Regions from separate parts of the Mus musculus genome. Here region 2 is linked to region 1. Evidence: chromatin contacts called from public HiChIP or PLAC-seq data. All regions are on one chromosome and are shown on one strand. Each heading gives the region's core, a stretch centred on a gene start, on an enhancer-like site or on the middle of the called end of the contact. The rest is flanking DNA. Distances are from core to core; before and after follow the strand shown.

Evidence for each region. HiChIP or PLAC-seq counts read pairs in DNA pulled down with a chosen protein or histone mark.
Region 2: an H3K4me3 HiChIP or PLAC-seq map of neural progenitor cells shows a contact between it and region 1, with 6 times the contacts expected there. The contact joins two enhancer-like sites. A contact is called at or near these places in 4 of 484 Hi-C or Micro-C datasets (the HL-1 cell line, cerebellar granule neurons, cerebellum and 1 more), 4 of 115 datasets of contacts at active chromatin or transcription factors (embryonic stem cells, neural progenitor cells and stem cell-derived neural progenitor cells) and 1 of 9 other capture datasets (embryonic stem cells).

The regions. Positions count from the first base shown.
Region 1 is chr1:126,682,481-126,685,965 of GRCm38.p6, forward strand. The region is part of intron 2 of Nckap5 (NCK-associated protein 5); the gene reads right to left. Among named protein-coding and RNA genes, the nearest start is that of Nckap5, 150 kb to the right of the region's middle. Within about 2 kb of position 1,736, at least 66 of the 459 cell types and tissues checked have an H3K27ac peak or open chromatin away from gene starts, as enhancers often do. A contact at or near this core is called in neural progenitor cells and stem cell-derived neural progenitor cells, where this site is marked.
Region 2 is chr1:126,923,976-126,927,460 of GRCm38.p6, forward strand. No RefSeq gene overlaps it. Among named protein-coding and RNA genes, the nearest start is that of Nckap5, 95 kb to the left of the region's middle. Within about 2 kb of position 1,681, at least 61 of the 459 cell types and tissues checked have an H3K27ac peak or open chromatin away from gene starts, as enhancers often do. A contact at or near this core is called in neural progenitor cells and stem cell-derived neural progenitor cells, where this site is marked.

The DNA.
Region 1 (3,485 bases), core at 486-2,985:
TGTGTATATATACATATATATATATGTGTATATATATATATATATATATATATATATATATATATATATAGTGTGTGTGTGTGTGTGTGTGTGTGTATGCGTGTATATGCACGTGTGCCATACACCACAGATGTGGAGGCCAGAATCTGGGTATCCCATGTCTTCCTTATTAGCTCTCCACCTTCCATTTGATTTCATTTAGTATTAATACTGTATGTGTGTGGCTGCTGTAGGAGGGACATGTGTACCATCGTACGCATTTAGAGATCAGGGCACAACTCTGTGAAGCTGATTCTCTCCTTTTACCTTTCCATGGGTTCCTGGAACGGATTTCAGCGGGACAAGACTTGAGAGGCAATCTCCTTAACCCACTTAGCCGCCTGTGGCCCCACCTTATTTTCTCAGTGTCTCTCAATGAACCTGGACTGCATGGGCTTAGTAAAACTGGCTGGCCAGCAAGTCCTGCTGCCTCTCTCCCCAGTGCTGGGGCTGGGCTCTTTTAAGAGTTTCTGAAGGGACTGAGCCCAGACTCTCATGCTTATGTGACAAGTTTACCTAGTGAGCCATTTCAATAGACTCCTTACAGGATGAAATCAGTTATTGCTAAAATAACACCATTTAGTGTCTGAGGAGATGGCTCAGCAGTTAAAAGTAATCACTGCTCTTCTAAGAAGACTCAAGTTTGGTTCTCAGCACCCATATTGGATGGCTTACAATTGTCTGTAACCCCAGCCCCTGGGATCTGACACCTGGCTTCCATGAGTGCCAGCGCACATATAGAATATATTAACACAAACACAGACCAAAAAAAAAGTTCACATAAATCACAAAAAAATAAATCTTGATAAATAATAATACCATAACCACCACTCCTTACTAGTAGATCACATATTAAAAGGTTTGTGTGTGTGTGTGTGTGTGTGTGTGTGTGTGTGTGTAACTTGCTACTCTCTTTCCCTTCCTGACAATAGTGTTCAATGTAGATCAGGGCTACTCTGTCCTAAACCAAGCATTGAGCCTGGCATCTTTCCTTTCCTTCAATCAGGACACACCTGATCTACAACCAAGATTTTTCTCAACCAAATGACAATGGACTAAACTTACTTCATTTATAGCTCAGCTTAACACTTAAAACCAACTTTAATTCTAGAATCCCGGGTAGCACAGCACTCACATTTAAGGTAGCAGCATGCCCCAGTAGAGGATTAGATCCTAATTGGATGCAGGCTTTCTGTATTAGCCTGGACCCTGGCTCTTCTGCCTGGTTAAGTTACAGGGACTCCTAATCATGCGTTTTATCTTTTGGCCTGTATACATAGGTGCCCAATAAATGTTACCTTTGGTGATAATAAAACAAAAGCCAAACTTTCAAAAGCTGAGCTATCCAAAAGGCCATTGTCTACATTCTTGGCAGCCACCAAAGAGCCCGTTTTCCCAAGTCAGCAGCCGCTGAGGGGGCTGGCCAGGGGCCAATTCCCAGGGTTGGCGCATTCCTGGAACCTGGCAAAATGCCACTGAAACCCCGCTTCCTCTTTCTTTTTATGTAGTGGAAAGCTTTTTCCACTTAGACCCCTCCACGTTGTCCTCTGCTCCTCCCTCAATAAGGGAGGTAGTTAGATGGGAAACGGTCTCCAGTTCCTTCCTCCGAAATCCATCTATCTCCCACTGCTCCAAGTTGGCAGAGCTCAGAGCAACTGAAGACAGAAGGCAAACAAAGAGGGGCTTCATGGCCCGGCCCAGTCTGATTCAGCAGGGGCCCGGGGAAGAAAGACTCAGCAGGACCCAGGGCACAGCAAGTCATTGTGCATGTGCTTGGGCACTTTGGGAAGACTCTGGAATAAAATTACCTGTTATAAATAGTCATTGGCCAGAATTCAGCTGTGAAGGCAGAAGCCCAAAAGTTCCAGAAAAAAAAAAATACAATGTTCCATATTAAAAGGTCTGGCCTAGTCATTAATAGGGAACTCCTGAGCAACTGGGGTAAGAAGAAAGGAATTCTGGGCTTGGCAAGAGCCAACCTGTAGCAAGGAACGGGAGGAGGCGTTTCTGGCTGAGAGCATTCTGGTTATGCTGATTTGTTTCTTACAGACCATACATGTATGCTTTAAACAAAGGGAAGAGACTTGTCTTCTCAATCCCCTTCTATGTGCAGACCAAGTGAGCCGCTCGCCATCTTGGGTTTACACTACAAAGAGGGCAAGCAAGGCACAGAACTGCATATGCTGGGTGTTATCATCTTTCTTTGGTTCTTCTACTTGCCCATGGAGGGAGAGACAATTTGGTGTGCTTACAAATTAGAGTGTGGAAGCCCAGAGAAGGCAGGTAAGATGGCCAAGCTCATACAGGCAGAGGCATGTATATCTAATGTAGTTGGGTTCTTCAGCCAAGCACATCTGTACAAGGTATTTATTAGCTTTCTTATTTATAATTGTGCGCGTGACTGCCTTCATGTGTGTGAAGGTGCACATAGTGTTTATATGCATTATGTGTGCACTTGCATATGGAAGCCAGTGGATGACTTAGGTTATTGCTACTCAGAAACCATCAACCTTTGTGCAGACAGGGCTTCTAATCCCCCAAGGGTCGCTGTGTATGCTAGTGAGCCCTAGGCACCAGCCAGTCTCACATCTCCATTGTCACAGCAGATTACAAACATCTGCCACCATACCTGGCTTCTTAAGAGGATACTGGGAGGATACTAGGAGGATACTGGGAGGATATTGGGCATCTGAGCTCAGTTGACAACTGCTTTAACCATACTTGCCATATCTCCGGCCCAAGAATTTAGATTTTAATGAAGTGACCAGTCTACTAGCCCACCCTCTTATATAGCCAGTGCCATAAATGGGCACATAGCTCTGCACCAGGCATCTTCATCAGGGACCCTGCAGGAAAAAACACCGTAACACAGGAGCATAGGACGTGAGTTCTGACAAATACTCCAAGGTGACAGGCTGAAACACCACTATTGACTATTGAGTGTGGTGATACCTGCCTTCAATTGCAGCACTCTCAGGAAACAGAGGTAGCCCTTCATCCCAGCACTCATGTATTGGTAGGCAAATCTCTGTTCACAAGTAACCTGCTCCACATAGTAAAAATCTAGGAAAGTCGGGGTTGAATAATGAGACCATGTCTCAACAAACTATGGGGATAGGGTCATATCTTGCCACCTCCCTGCCTGCCACCTGTTACCCGCTCTGGTCACCTGACTTGGGATGGCTCAGCAGGCAAAGTGGTAAACTAGCAATTTCCAGGTGAGAGTGAGAGACCCTGCACCAAAAGTGGAGAGCAGCTGCCACCAAGGAAGATATCCAAGGCTGCTCCATTGTTTCCACAGCTAATTGAATATGGGCACACATGCATTCTCATTCTCACTCTCTCTCTCTCTCATTCTCTCTCTCTCTCTCTCTCACACACACACACACACACACACACACACACACACACACACACTTAAACTTGTCTATGCTTGCTTTTCATCT
Region 2 (3,485 bases), core at 431-2,930, 240 kb after region 1:
GCCCTGGGAGATGAGAGAACTCATACAAAGTTAGCTCGTGAAAGGCAGACTCAACACTTGAACCCACTGTTTTGGCTTCATCATAGCCTGTGTTCTCTGCCACACCCCATGGCCTCTTAGGTGAAGTGAGGTAAGTTTTATTGCACCATTTTATAGAGGAGCAAATCAGCTCTGCAGACAAGGAGCTTGCCAACCAGGCAGAGTCAGAGCCAAACTTCAGGTCCACAGTTTCCCAAGCCAAGTCCAGGATGCTCCATTGCCTCTCGTTGCCCTTCTGGGCAAGGAACACAAAGACATTGTCTGTGAAAAGAGAGAATTCCAAAGAAGACTACCCCGAGTAAACCTTGAAAATAAGCACAGGGCCAAGGAGAGGCTCGGCCACCAAGCCTGATGCCCCTAGTTCAATCCCAGAGATCCGGTAGCGGAAGGAGAAACCTGATTCCTGCAAGTTGTCCTCTGATCCCATCCCCTGCAGCCACCACAAGCATAAATAAACATATACATGTAGATTGGACACAATTTCAACACATAGGCTATCACCAACAAGCAAGCGAAAACAGAAAAAGAAGAATGATTAAGACATATCTATTGAGGGCTCAGTCATGAGCTCGCTGTAGCTGTGCTGACCTCTGAAGGACTAGGCTGATGAACACTCCATCAGGCACAGTGGGGAGCGCGGGCTCTGTAATAGGCATCCCAACTCCTATTGGCTTCGTCCCCTCCCTGGAAGACTGTGGACAGTGAATGGTCGCTGGGAAGAGTCATTCTCTGCCAGGGTGCTATTGCCTGTGCTCCAGTAAATAACCCTCATCCATGCTATGCACACAGCCCTAACTAAACTTGGTGAGTCCCAAAAATAAATCATTAAAAAGACATCAAATTGGGTTATTGGGAAGGGAAGTTTCAGTGGGGGAGAAAGATGACGGGGTGTCTGGAAGGGGAAGGAAATGACCAAAACCCTTTATATACATACATGAAATTGTCAAAGGATAAAAAGAGACCGAGATTCATTATATTCACGTGTCAAGTGTCCAAATAAAAATTGGAAAATTATTTTTAAAAGAAAAAAAAAGTTCCAAGGTAAAACTAAAGAACTGAGTTCCAGCGTGAAGGAGATGTTACAGTGTGTGCTGATAGGATTCCAGACCAAATACAAGGAAAGACTCATGCAGGTAAGGGTGTGTGCTGCGGTTGTCACAATGATACCGTTTTTCTTTGAGGCAGGGAAAGGGGAATAAGGAGTTTGTAATACGAGCCTTGGAGCCTTGGGACCTAGCAGATTGGTTCCAACTATGACAGAGGAAGGCTCTGTTTGAATGGCTCCCCCCTGCTCTTGTGTAGGCTCTCTTGACATCACTACATCATGCTGGCTGGTCCTGTCAGACATCTGTCTGTAAACAGAGGCTGCCTTTCAGACCTGGTCAGATGAGAATGCTGTGATTCCTATCCATGTCTCTACAGAGCAAAATGAGATCATTGCGTCTGTCCCTGGGAGTGTCACCTCTGTGCTCTGAGGCAGCAATCTGACCTAAGATTCCAGAACCCAAGCCTTTATCTGCCAGTCTTCGCTGGAACTCCCCGGGAATTATGCTGACTTCAGTGTCTATTTTCCTTCTTCTCTATGAGACACTATGGGCGGTGATTCCCCTCCCTACTGGTTAGGAGGCCCTGTGGTCTCTCTGGGCCAACAACCATTCTTGGCTCAGAGACTCCTATTGGCTTTCAGACAATCCTGGCAGACACTGCCCAAGACTTGGCTCAGAGCCTGCCCTACTGTGTTTTGAGAGCAGTACCGGCAACAGGAGGATTCTGAGTGCAGTAGCTAAATGCCGCGGGTTAAGTCACCCGATTTAAGGGGTGAGAGAAACAGTAGAGCTGTTAACTGTACACATCTGTGCCCCACATATGGCTACTCTAAGATCTGGGGCATTCTGGAGTCCTGATGCCTTTCCCTGGGCTCCACGGGGTATTTGAAGCATCCTCAGAAAAGGCTGCCATGGCACAATGGTCCTGAAAGTAAGATGATTGGCTGCTGGCAGAGTTGTCACCATCTTCACCAGACACGGGCTCTGTAATAGGCACCCTGACATGGTGCTGACTTGAGCCTGACCCCTCCTGATAATCTTTCATGAACAGAGTATGAAAAATGTCATCATCCCTCTTTCGTGTGGCTGAGGTTGTACCTACAAATAAGGAATCCAGAAGGCAACTGTGGGCGCTGTTCCTTCCGCATCTTCCATTTAAACAATTAATGAGAGTTTCTCATTGACCTAAAACATGCTAATAGTCTCGCCTGGCTGACCAGTGAGCCCTGAGGATCCACCTGTCTCTCAGCCTTCCAGCAGAGGGACTATGAGAGCTCACTACCATGCCCAGTATTCTAAACATGGCTTCTGGGTGATTGATCTATATTTGCAAGGCAAGCACTTTAATGACTGAGCTTTCCCCCACCCCCATACAACCTTTCTAATACATGAAAGCGTAAGTAGGAGACGAGCCAGGGCTTACTCAAAGTCAACATGAGCACCTCTGAGCTGGGAGCTCACAGGAGCAGGGTTGGAACTCAGAGGGGATACTGGTTCCTTCACTCTCCTACTCTTCAGAGTAAAGGGTTGTTTCTAGAATGCAGGTAAGGATTCCTGAATAAGAAATTAACACACTTGTACCCCACCCCAGGACTGTCCACTCAGCTCTTAATTTTCTCAGAAGGCACTGACCTAAGTGCACCCTCTGACCTACCAACAAAATCCCAGGGAGGTACATAAAGATGAGTGCCGAAAACTGGGATTCAACGTAACTAACGGACCGAAAAATTAGGAAGTCTGATGGTTTAATTTGAAACGGAAGTTACAGTCACAACAAATAATTTTTAATTAAGTAAAATGTCAAGACCCAGTCATCCAAAGAAGATACCAAAAGTATCCTCCATCACAGATTTATTCTTTGGAGAAATCTGCCACTCGCACCTCAAAATTTAATTTCCTGGAGCCCGCGGTTGGCATTCATTTTATCATTTTAATAATCTTTAATATTGTGTCAAAGATTAAAATCTGCCATGTACATATAGACCCAGGGTCCTACAGAGAGCGGAGGTCACATGGAGTAAAGGAGGCTGGGATATTTGGAGAAAGGAAGGGGGGCTCTGGACTGAGAGAGCCAAGAACATGAAAGGGAGCAACCGGGATAGCGATGAGGCCAGGACCAGTTGTGTCAATAGCAAGTGAGTGGGGATGTTCTTAGGGGACAACTAGCAGGAGACAGGGAGACTTGCTCCCCAGGGAAAAGAAACTGGGGCCTATATCTCACAGGTCAAACATAAGCGCTGTGCAAGCTGAGTATTCCCTGGTGGGCCTTTGTTGTCTAATTTGTCTTTCTAATGCTCGCTGGAAAAACTATTGCCGACAGTGCAAGCTGACATTTTACAAATGTCAGAGCTTATAAACAAGGACAGGCTCCAGTCCTAGGACCTACCTAGGTTTCTCAAT